2 separate regions of the Sus scrofa genome follow, and region 1 is linked to region 2. A link is a contact called in public Hi-C data. All regions are on one chromosome and are shown on one strand. The core of a region is the stretch at or near the end of the contact, and the rest is flanking DNA. Distances in the headings are between cores, read along the strand shown. Region 1 has its middle 28 kb from the start of CD2. Region 2 holds the start of LOC110260337 (a long non-coding RNA gene).

Evidence for each region. A called contact is a pair of places that touch in the nucleus more often than the background predicts.
Region 1: a contact with region 2 is called in a Hi-C map of omental adipose tissue, with 2.2 times the contacts expected there. A contact is called at or near these places in 15 of 47 Hi-C or Micro-C datasets (brain, embryonic fibroblasts, fetal heart ventricle and 10 more).

Annotation. Positions count from the first base shown.
Region 1 is chr4:103,946,463-103,952,279 of Sscrofa11.1, forward strand. No RefSeq gene overlaps it. Among named protein-coding and RNA genes, the nearest start is that of CD2, 28 kb to the right of the region's middle.
Region 2 is chr4:103,695,876-103,701,070 of Sscrofa11.1, forward strand. CD101 (immunoglobulin superfamily member 2) reads right to left here. Exons shown (of 9, transcript XM_001927700.6): 9 at 1-1,285. The coding sequence ends at 1,053. It overlaps LOC110260337 (a long non-coding RNA gene), which reads left to right and starts at 177. Exons shown (of 2, transcript XR_002343470.1): 1 at 177-263; 2 at 2,033-2,882.

The DNA of each region.
Region 1 (5,817 bases), core at 3,014-5,513, 250 kb after region 2:
GGGGGGGAAATGGGGGGATTCTGGTGGAGGGAGGGTGGGAGGTGAGTGGGAAAGGGAAAGGTGACCTAATCCAGGTCTCATGGAATCGAACACACAAATGCAGTCACAGGCAATGTCAAACCCACTCTAGAGTTTATTTCTGTCTCAAGCCTTATAACGTAAGGCATTCATGGTCCCAATGGTTAGTTTATTACTTCATCTGTTAATTTGTTCCCACTTCAGTTCATGGGCACAGACCTCACTCTTCAACCTTGGGGTCCACATACAGCAACTGCTCTGGGTGGCAGGGTCCATTCCCTGGATTTTCCTGTTGCTGCCTTCTGTCTTCCCCTCCCAGGCAGTTGTTTTATCCCTCTTCCTCCACAGCACCACCCCCAAGTCCCTCCTCTTGTGTCTAAGCTTCTGGATGCCTTGTCAGTTACTCTCTCTGCTTCATCTCCTTCTACTCTTGGATGGGGGAGAAGGGGAACTTTGAAGGTTGGAGTAGAAAAAAGTTGAGGAAGGAGCCCTCATGGGCAGCTGACCACCAGGTGGAATATTTACAATTAATGTAAGATCCCTGAGAAAGCAAAAGTCAACCTCCTATCTGAGCATCTCCTGTATCTTATCGTATGAAAAGACTGTCTCTTTGCAACACCGGGTTTCACAACAATAAAACAACCTCCTTTATTATCGTAGCCTTGGGAGGTTTATTCTCTGGGAAAGGGTGGGAATAGTGAGGGGGAAAAAATTCTTCCAGTCGCCCCTCTGGCTAGGAATTAAGCATTTTGAGAGAATGAGCTGTTTCCTTAACCTTTCTCAGTCCTCATATAGAGTAGATCAACAAATATTTGTTTAATGAATGGATAGATGCAGAGCCAATCTAGCAGAGAAAAATGTCATGTTCTGATGTTTGATGGCACATAATATTCGGTCTTTGAATGCCTTGTTCTTTTTTTTTTTTTTTTAAAGGAGATGCAAGTTCTGTGTGACCTAAATCATTAAGACCTCTATACCCACCTTAGGAGCTCTCCACAGTCTAACAAGAGGTAGATGCCCGGAGCCTTTATTTGTCTGCTGCAGCCCAGCAGGGCCAGTCCTGGTCAGACCGTGAAGTGAGGGAGTTTGACCTTGGCTCTTCTCTTCTCCCTTCTGGTCTCCCAACCCCCCAGGAATCTCCCCTCCTCTTCTGTCTCAGTCAGCGATTCTCTCAGTTTGCTTGCAAAACAGGAAAAGGTCTGATATCACGTGCATTTTGACTGAAATTGCTTCAGATAACTAGATGATCAGAAAAATCATAGTTGCTGTCTTCCACATACCGTGGAAATGTGACAGCCAGATAAAAAGGGATTCTGGAGCAACAGGATCTGAGAGCCTGGAAATCTCAAAGGACATGACGGAAAGATTCAACAGAAACTGGTTAGGGTGCCCCCCAAAGCTCTCTGTGCAGCAGCAGCGGGAGCAGGGCAGCAGGGCTCAGGAGGTAACTGTGGGAGGTGATGAACCAGGCAAGACAGGGACCAACTGTAGTTGCAGGGGGTTTTGCCTCCTGGAGATAGAGTAGGGCTTAGATGTTAACTATTGGTCTGGGTGGTCTACGTCAAATACCGCTACACTTGTCACTTGCCCTTGTTTATCCCCAAGGCTGATGAGACTTGGGAAATAAAGGTGCGTGCACTTCAACTGGATGGTGAGTTTTCTAGGCCAGCTATACTATTTTTCATCCTTCTAATCCCAGTGCCTAATCCAGTGCCTGGCTTGATAGATGTTCCCTGTAGAAAATTACTGAAGAAATGGAGGCTAGATGAAGAGCACATCTTACATTCTCCTGGTCCTCTGAACTGAAAATCAAATAAACAATCCAAAAATAAAGTTGAAGAGAAAGACATGGTAGCTTCTGAAGGGGACTGATCAATTTTCTGAAAGTTCTAAGTGATTTTATATGCTCATTAATGCCAACAAAAATTCAGAATTGGAGTTCCCACTGTGGCACAGTGGGTTAATAGTCTGACTGCAGCAACTCAGGTCACTATGGAGGTGTGGGTTCGATTTCTGGCTGTGCGCAGTGCGTTAAAGATCTGGCTTTCCTGCAGATGCAGCGTAGGTCTCTGCCACAGCTCAGATTTAATCCCTGGCCCAGGAACTTCCATGGGTGTGACCTCAGTTACCTAATGCTACCTCTGTAGTGACATGGTTAACCCAAAAGCTGTTTGCGTTAGGCTATAACAATGACTTTTGGCAATTTTGCTTTAGCTGTGGTTAAAAATTGGTACTTCTTTTCTAAGTACACACTGGTTTTTAGCAATATAAATTGTGGGAAACGAGTTCCCTGGTGGCTCAGTAGGTTAAAGATCTGGTATTGTCACACTGTGACTCAGGTCATTGCTGTGGCATGGGTTCCATCACTAGCCTTGGAACTTCCTCATGCCACAGGTGTGGCCTCAAAAAAAAAAAAAAACCCAAACAAAAAAAACCCCCGGAATTGTCTCATTCTTCACTCTGTTGCCCTCCTTATCCACTCTGCAAAGTCTGGTCATATTCGAGCAGTCACAGGGCTATCCCTCCACACCTTCACTGTATCGCATGCTCTTATTGTGGATGCTCTTGAGAGCCCTTAACAACTCAGGGGTTCAGATTCCTGGGCTGAAGTTATAACAGTTCATTGTGCAGAGCCCCAAGCCAGGTGCTCCCACATCTCAGGACAGCAGGCAGAAGAGAGGGCTGGTTATCCGTCCCCAGCCTCTCTAGGAGCCCTAAAGAGATGCCACACTCCAGGACCAGCCACAAGCATAGCATGGCTTGAGCAAGTACAAGGAAAAGGGCTCTGAGACAGTCCCTGCCCTGTTCCTCGCACACTTGCTGAAATTCCTCAAGGGCACCAGGCTTCTCCATAAATTGCACTTGGCCTGCTGAGGGGGATGTGTGTGACTGCATTTTCAGTGAGGAGTAAATGATGGTGTGGGATCCTGTCCTGAGAGGAAGCAGAAACAGATGAGGCTCCGAGAAGCTGCCAGAACCCACAGGACAGGGAGGGTAGAGGGAAAAGAAAGTTCCCTGTGGAGAGTGCCCCCTCAGGACTGCTCCCCCTGAGAAGAGCTCCCCTCAGCACCCTTCCAGAAGTGCCCAGCTCACCCCAGAATCTCCACTGAGGAGACACCCCCTGAGGGGCCCCCTGGGGAATCTCCCGAGGAGAGCTCCCTGGAGGATGGCTTCTGCTGAGCAAGGCTCCTCTGGCCTCTTCCCCAGATTCTGCCCCTGGGCTCTGGGTTGAGGAAATACTTTCCCTTCTCCTACAGGGGACTTTCCTCCTTAGCAGGGCAAAGATTCCCCTTTCGCTTTCAGGGCAGCTCTTGGAGGCCCAGTGGGGCACCATGGGCCTGACAGCTGCTTGGAGTGCCAAGGCCAGCGGTCCTGTCCGCCTGGGCGCCATTCCTCTGTGCCGGGCCCTGAGGCCTGGTATGCTCTGAGCACAGCTGGCCTCAGGCAGAGTTCAGAGAGGGCAGAGTTGCCCCACTCCCCTCCCCACTGACTCTCCTCCCCCTAATCTACACACTAGGTCCCCCAGTCTCATTCTGCTATTTTCAGACCCCCAGCTCGCAGTGCCAACATGCCCTTCCCACACAAGAAGGCTGCTCTTCTGGGAGGACGTGCATTCTAACAGGGCTCAGAGGTGAGTGGCTTTCCCCGCACTCAGGAAAAATAAGCATGCACCGGTCCCATCTGCTTCCCGTTGAAATGAAAATGAAAAATAGAAAAGTGCAACCTTAAGATCTGGAATATGAGGAGTTCCTGTTGTGGTACAGCAGAAACAAACCCAACTGGGATCCATGAGGATGTGGGTTTGATCCCTGGCCTCGCAGAGTGGGTTAAGGATTCGGTGTTGCCATGAGCTGTGGTGTAGGTCGCAGAGGTGACTCTGATCCCATGTTGCTGTGGCTGTGGTATAAGCTGGAAGCTGCAGCTCTGATTCCACCCCTAGCCTGGGAACTTCCATATGCTGCAGGTGCGGCCCTAAAAAGCAAAAAAAAAAAAAAAAAAAAAAAAAAAAACCACCACAAATCTGGAATATCTACATTACTGAATAAAAGCATGTCAGTGATGAAACTGGCATGGCTCCTTAATCATTAGAAAGCCACAACATTCATCCTGAAATCATTGGCCAGGCTGACAGTAGCTTTGAGTTCTCAGGTTGTCAACGCTTCTCATTGAAAAACTCTTTACCAGTGGGATTTCAGTTATCAGCAGATGGGATGGGAGCCACCTGGTGGTGGTGAGGCAGTGGGGCGTCCTGGCCTGCCAGAAGGCACACTGGCAGGCTCTCTTTGGGCCTAGCCCTTCAACATGGATCTCTGAAGCATACAAGGGACTTCTACCTTCTTAAAGCTTCACAGAAGACCCCTGCCCAGGGAGGGGCATGGTATTACACACTGATGACAGGGCTATTCCCTCAGCAGGAATGTTTGCTGTTTCTTGTTCCCCTCACATTCCTAGGGAAATGTGTTTCTCTGAGTAACCAGTAGTCACAGTGAATCCCTTTATCAGCTCTGTGAGGGCAGGTGTTGACCCAGTGATCCGTCTAGGTCACAGATAGCTTGCCTTTTCCTGTCAGGGCTTGCCTCCCCGGTGGACACATTAATGTGGGATCTTTCTTTTTTCTTTTTTGTCTTTTTGCCTTTTCTAGGGCCGCACCCATGGCATATGGAAGTTCCCAGGCTAGGATTGAATCAGAGCTGTAGCCGCCGGCCTATGTCAGAGCCACAGCAGTGTAGGATCCGAGCCACATCTGTGACCTACACCACAGTTCACAGCAATGCCGATCCTTAACCCACTGAGCAAGGCCAGGGATCGAACCCACAACCTCATGGTTCCTAGTTGGATTTGTTAACCACTGTGCCACGATGGGAACTCCCTGGGATCTTTTCATTTAAACATCTAGCCATCTTACTTCAGATAATTCTGGTGTCATCAGGCAGTTGCTAATGTTAGCACTTAAGTCTTGAGGCATATGTTACCAGCTTTGCCTGAACAGCATCTTCAAGTCAATGGCCTGACCTTGAAGCAGCAACAAAGTGAAGCAGCTAGAGTCTCTGTGGGCTGCTCTCTGGCAGGAAATCCACCCCTCAGACCACCTGCCTTTTCCCACTGCCTTTTGAGAACCTACTTTCAGTCTACTGTTTGTGAAAAGATTAAAGTTTTCATACTGACATTTTTGTTTTCTAGAAAATGCTTCCCTAGTTTTTCAAGCTCACTCCATGTGGCATCAGGTAACGTGAGTGGGGTATCTGTCTTGGGTCCCCAGGCTCGTCACTGGCTGCCACCTGCTCACTTCTTGTGGTTGGTCCTGGTCATCTCCTCACCTGTGGACACAGCACTGTCCCATCCTGTTCCTGATGTGAGAAGAACTTATACATTGATTATGCTGTATGTGGCCTTTTTTTTTTTTTTTTTTTGGTCTTTTCTAGGGCTGAACCCACAGCATATAGAGGTTCCCAGGTTAGGGATCTAATCGGAGCTGTAGCTACCGGCCTACGCCACAGCCACAGTTGTAGGATCCGAGCCGCGTCTGCGACCTACACCATGGTTCACGGCAACGACGATCCTTAACCCACTGAGGGAGACCAGAGATCGAACCTGCAACCTCATGGTTCCTAGTTGGATTCGTTAACCGCTGCGCCACGACGGGAACTCCAGGGATATGGCTCTTGAAGCAAGCCTCTGACTCCTGAACCAGTCGTATCTGGGGCAAAAGTATTTTAAAGATTAAATGAATCAATTTATTTAAAAATATTTATTGAGCACCCACTATGTTTCAGGCACCATACTAGGTACTGGTGACTC
Region 2 (5,195 bases), core at 2,571-5,070:
AAGAAGAACAGGAGCCAGCTGGATCTCCGGTGGGGGTAGGAACGGGACATGTGAGGCCTTAGGGAGCTGACCGGAGTGCTGTGGCAACATGTTTTCAAGAAAGTTTTTCCTTGGCAAGGACTTAACAAGTCTTATGGAGAAAAGAAGAAGAAGAAAGAAAGAAACTCAGGCTACAAAATGCTTCACCACTTCATTCAAGAACCAATATTGGGTGTTCCCGTCATGGCTCAGCAGTAATGAACCCAACTAGGATCCATGAGGAGGTAGGTTTGATCCCTGGCCTCGCTTCGTGGGTTAAGAATCTGGTGTTGCTGTGGCTGTCGTGTAGGCTGACAGCTGTAGCTCCCATTAGACCCCTAGCCTGGGAATGTCTATGTGTCTGGGGTATGGCCCTCAAAAAAAGACAAAAAATAAAAATAAAGAACCAATATTGATCAAGCACCTGCCATGCAGGGCTCGCTCTGGAGTGGCATTTAGAGATGGAATGGAGATGCGGCGGGAGAGAAAGGGAGGTTTTTGCCTCCAAGGAAGTCAGAGTCCAGTGGCGGGAGGCAGACTGGACGTCAATGAAGGGCAGATTCCCAAGTGCTGACATCAGGGCCTTTCCTCCGCCTCTTATCTGAAGGCACAAGGTCCCCTAGAGCCAGTGTGGCCAGACCACTGGGGGTTCTTCTGGGAATCGGTGACCTAGGAGGAGGACAGAGGGCAGGCTCGCCCTGGGCTCTGCCCTGAGAGCTCACTGAACCCCCAGTGGCTGTGCGAGGGGTTCCGTGAGATCTTATAGAGGGGGAGATGTGACAGTGTAAACGGGGTGAGGTGCCAGCTCCTCGCTCCTTAGGGGGATGCAAGGGGTAGCTGAGGTGACAGGCAAAGAGACATGGAACAGGGCTTGGCACCACAAACGCGCTCCGGAAACATTCCCGCTGAGCCCTGGGTCACTTGCCTCAGGCCACAGGCTCCAAGAAGGACAGAGCCAGAGGGCGCTCACAGGCTGGTCAGTCCCATTCCAGAGCCCGCACACTTTCCGTGGGGCTGCCGGCATCTCTCGGGATTTAACAGGCTTCATCCTCTGCCATCCCGTGTGGGGTCCTGCCTCCAGCCCCTTTCAAGGGCACCCAGAGGGCCTTTTCTTTCTGTGCATTTAGACGCAGAGCGGACACCTTCTTGGCCTTGCGGTACAGGCAGAGGAGGGAGAGGAGCAGAAGGAGGAGCATCAGGAAGGGGAGGATGAATAGGAAATAGAGGAAAGGGGCCGACGAGCAGATCCTGGAAGGCAATGTGGGTGCTGCAACAAAAAGGAGGGACATAAAGAGAATAATTAGTCTCCAGCTTATTTGTACTCATCAATTATACACGCTTCTGGGATTTATTGTTACAGGCAAATATATGCAAAAATAACGGAGCCCAACAGCAGTGGGCCCCTTAAATCACACGTGAGGAGCAAAGGAAAGGGCGCCGGGGAGGAGCCCGCGCCTGGCTGGCCTCTCCCAGCCTGACTCCCCCTCGCCCAGCAATTTCCACCCACCCGAGGTTCAGATGACCTACTTAAAACTAACAGCCAGGAAGAAAAACAAAACAAAAAAGAAAACCTCTCCTTTAATCTTCTCTCCCCAGAAAAGATATCTATAATTCAACCCTCGTTCCCAACTCTGTTGCCAGTCCTGAATTTTTAACTGAGTTATTCCCTCTGCTGCTTCTGACACACACACACACACACACCCAGCAGCAGCAGCAGCAGCATGTACATGGAAGAAGCACCATCCCTTCCCGAATTTCCACATTGGTCTTGCGCCGCCCCCCCGGGGAACCAGCCCACTCAGTCCCTCCCCCGCTTCTCTCCCTGTTGCCTCTGGGTCCTGCTGGTCTCGTTCCCCAGCACACTGGCCTTCCTACCTTGCCTCAGGCACAGTTTTTTGCCTCTTTCTATCCTCTTCTCACACACGCCTTTGTTTAGACCTCTTTCACTCCCTTTTAAGCGTCTCTGTCATCACAGTGACTTGCGGATGTCTGATGGTGTCCTTTGTTTCTATAGCCCCTGCAGTGCCCAGCACCTGTGCTTGACCAGTTTGCTGATCTGAATTAAACCCGATCGATGGACTGCAACCACATGGGCAACGTCTGGGCTACTATAAAAAGCATGCTGAAGCCCTTGGCAGCTGCAATCCACAGGGAAGCGCTCTCCGCACACAGACAGGAGAGCACGCACTAGGGCTCCCGAGTGGTTCCTGGCCACACAGCCGGGGAAGCAAAGGGGAGGGGGCCGCACACACCACAGGCTCCAGGAAGCAGCATCTGGAGTTACCAGTAGAAGGACAGGGATTTACGGTCTCTAGATGCTTTAAACGACATCAACTGCTAAATGTACTCTTCTGGCTACATTTATTGATGACAGGATATTTGGAAATCAGGGCGGTTCTGAAAAATCTGAGGCGAATAAGGAGCTGTGCTTTTATAGGAAAATTGTAATGACGTAAGCAGTTTCTTCTTCAGAGGTTCAGCTACAGGAGTCGTGGGATGACAGGAGGCTTAGACATGAAGATAACAGGTTTGGAGGTCCATGTGCCAACCTCGTGTCGCCCGAATTCCGTTTCTGGCACTGCTGATGCCTTCTGCACCTTGCAGAACATCCGTGTTGGAAGTCAAAGAATCTAAACCTGGGCCCTGCATTATCAACTCCTGGAGGAGAGGGCCTATGTCTTGGGCATCTTCTTCCTCTGTGCAGCACTTTGTTCATAGGTCATCCATGGAAACCAAAGAATGGATCAATTGCATGAGTGATTTGCACACACAGGAACCCAGAGGTGCTTGCCATCGTGTTACCCAGAATAAAGGCTGGCACTGAGCCTTGGGCTGGTGGCTCAGAACAGGGCTGGCAAAAGGAGCGACAGGGGTTTGTTGCCTGGATTTTCTCTGATCTCATTTAGATTCTCCACCCTAAGTTTGTTTTTGGTTTATTTTCTTTTCTTTGTATGGTTTTTGTTTTGAAAAAGTGGGCTAGATTTTTCATTCTTTCTCACATCCTCTCCACATCCTACCTGACCCTACTCTCCAAGGCCCCGCTCGACTCCAGTAGTTCTCCCAGGCCTTATCTGAATATGTTTGAAAGCTATGCTCAAGGAGGCTGGTGCTATAGAGACCGGTGGGTAAGAATTCTGGCCTTCCCTCACGCTGCTAGTGTACAGAATAGGGATTCAGCACCTGCTGTGTCTCAAAGAGAGCTGGGTTCAAGTTCTGGCTCTTCCACTTACCATGACGGACTTTGGACAAGTTTCTCATCCTCTCTAATCGTTAGTTTCCTTGTCCATCAAATACAGATAATAATTTCTAGAGTCATGAAGAGATAATGCCTAATGAAGCATTAAACAGTGCCTAGCGCACATGCTGAGTTCCAGCAAAGAATAAATATCAGCTAGAATGCTACTGAGAAGGTTAGGAAAACCACAGGCAACGTTTCCCCAGGAGACCAGGCAGAAAGCAGGGCTGGACCTGCTGATTCCTCAGCAGGGTGAAGGCTTGGCCGAGTTCTTCCAGAGCCCAAGTCTCAGCCTTAAATCTCTGATCTCTCTGCCTCGGGGCAAGGTGACATTCAGCTGAGAGTCGAATGATTACTTAGGAGGCTCTGGCTTCCTATCACCGTCATGGGAAGCAGAGAACTGGGAGGTAAGAGTCCGAGGCACCCACGGGTCCCCGTTGCTAGGGTGATGGAGAGAGGATGGGGAGATGGGGCCAGTACAGAGGAGGTAGATTTTCTGCCACAAAGACTCTAACCTGTAGCGGGAAGGGACTGCCAGAGGGCATGACTACCTAAATGGGGAGGAGGCTGCTCCACTTAGAGCAATCTGCCATCAAAGGGTGACAAAGTGTGCCCTTCATGCGGCGCGGTGCTGAACTGGCCCACAGCTAGAAACTGTCAGCTCCAGTGCTTCTGAATGACCTCTCCCGGGAGGGCAGTGTTTGCTCTGGATCCCACAGTCGCCATTCCCACCATCTGCCTCTCCCCCTATCTGGATTAGCATTAAGGACAATCAAAACCATTAAGGTCTGGCATTTTGAATCAATCCGAGGAAGTGCCCAGTGCTCAAAATACAAGGCTTGGAAGGCAGAGCCAAAACCGTAATGAGAGCCCTTCATCACAAGGTTTAGTTTGTCACTTGCTTCCTCCCACAGCCAAACACATCACAAGGAGCACCCCCTTCTGATATTTCCATAGAAACACTGACTTTAGAAGAAGGTAGAGGATGTTGGGGGGGAGTACCAACTACCACCCCCTCCAACCCCCACCCACACTTGGGCAACTGACGGTGCCAGGTATGGCCATGTGGGAGGGGTGGTTCCTGCCAAGAAATGAAAGCAGGGTTAGGGAACCGGACACAAGTGCATCCCAGAATAAATGAACCCCTGGCACCACTGGTTTCAACTCCATTGAAGACGCACTTATTCCTCAGGCATTTGCTGAGCTGCGTGCTATGCGCCAGGCCTTGTTGAGGCACCGGGGTGCGTCGACAAATGGCGTGTTCTCTCCAGAAATGTTAGTGTGATGGGGTCCATATCTCCTTCGAGGATCTACTTTCTAATTACATCCGTATCCAAATACAAGCTGGGAATTAGTAACAAAGACCGTATTACGACAACTAATTCCGCACCCTAACAGCTTTATAACCTTGCCTATTAATTAATCACAGAGAATTCTCTAGAATGAGATTTTAAAAGACTCAAATAGCCAGGACCTCTGCTTTGGCTCAGTCATAGCTAAGGAAGCAAGAGAGCAAAGACAACGCAAGGTAAATTCTGCCAAGGAAATATCTCTCAACTTTTCTGCCTTCGCATGAGCCACATGCTTCACAGTCCTATGACGTAGCCCTAAACTAACCCAACCTGGGGTTGTCGAATAGAGGTGGCGGGAAACCCTTTGAGAAGTGAGAACTGAGAGCCTATTATATCTGACCTGGATTTTGTCAAGACATAGAGCTGGCCCTTCTCGGGAGGGCAATTACACTGTGATTCAGTGAATATTTGAGCATGTTCCATGTGCCAGGCACTGTGCTGATGCTGAGAACAAGACACTCACCACTTTTGCCTGGTGATGGATGTTAGACAGGTATGAAGAGACTAAGTCACTGAGAAAGCAGCAGTTAAGTCGGTGGGGGAAGGATTAGTAGGTGTTGATCGGGGGCAGGTAACATGAAGGAGCCTTC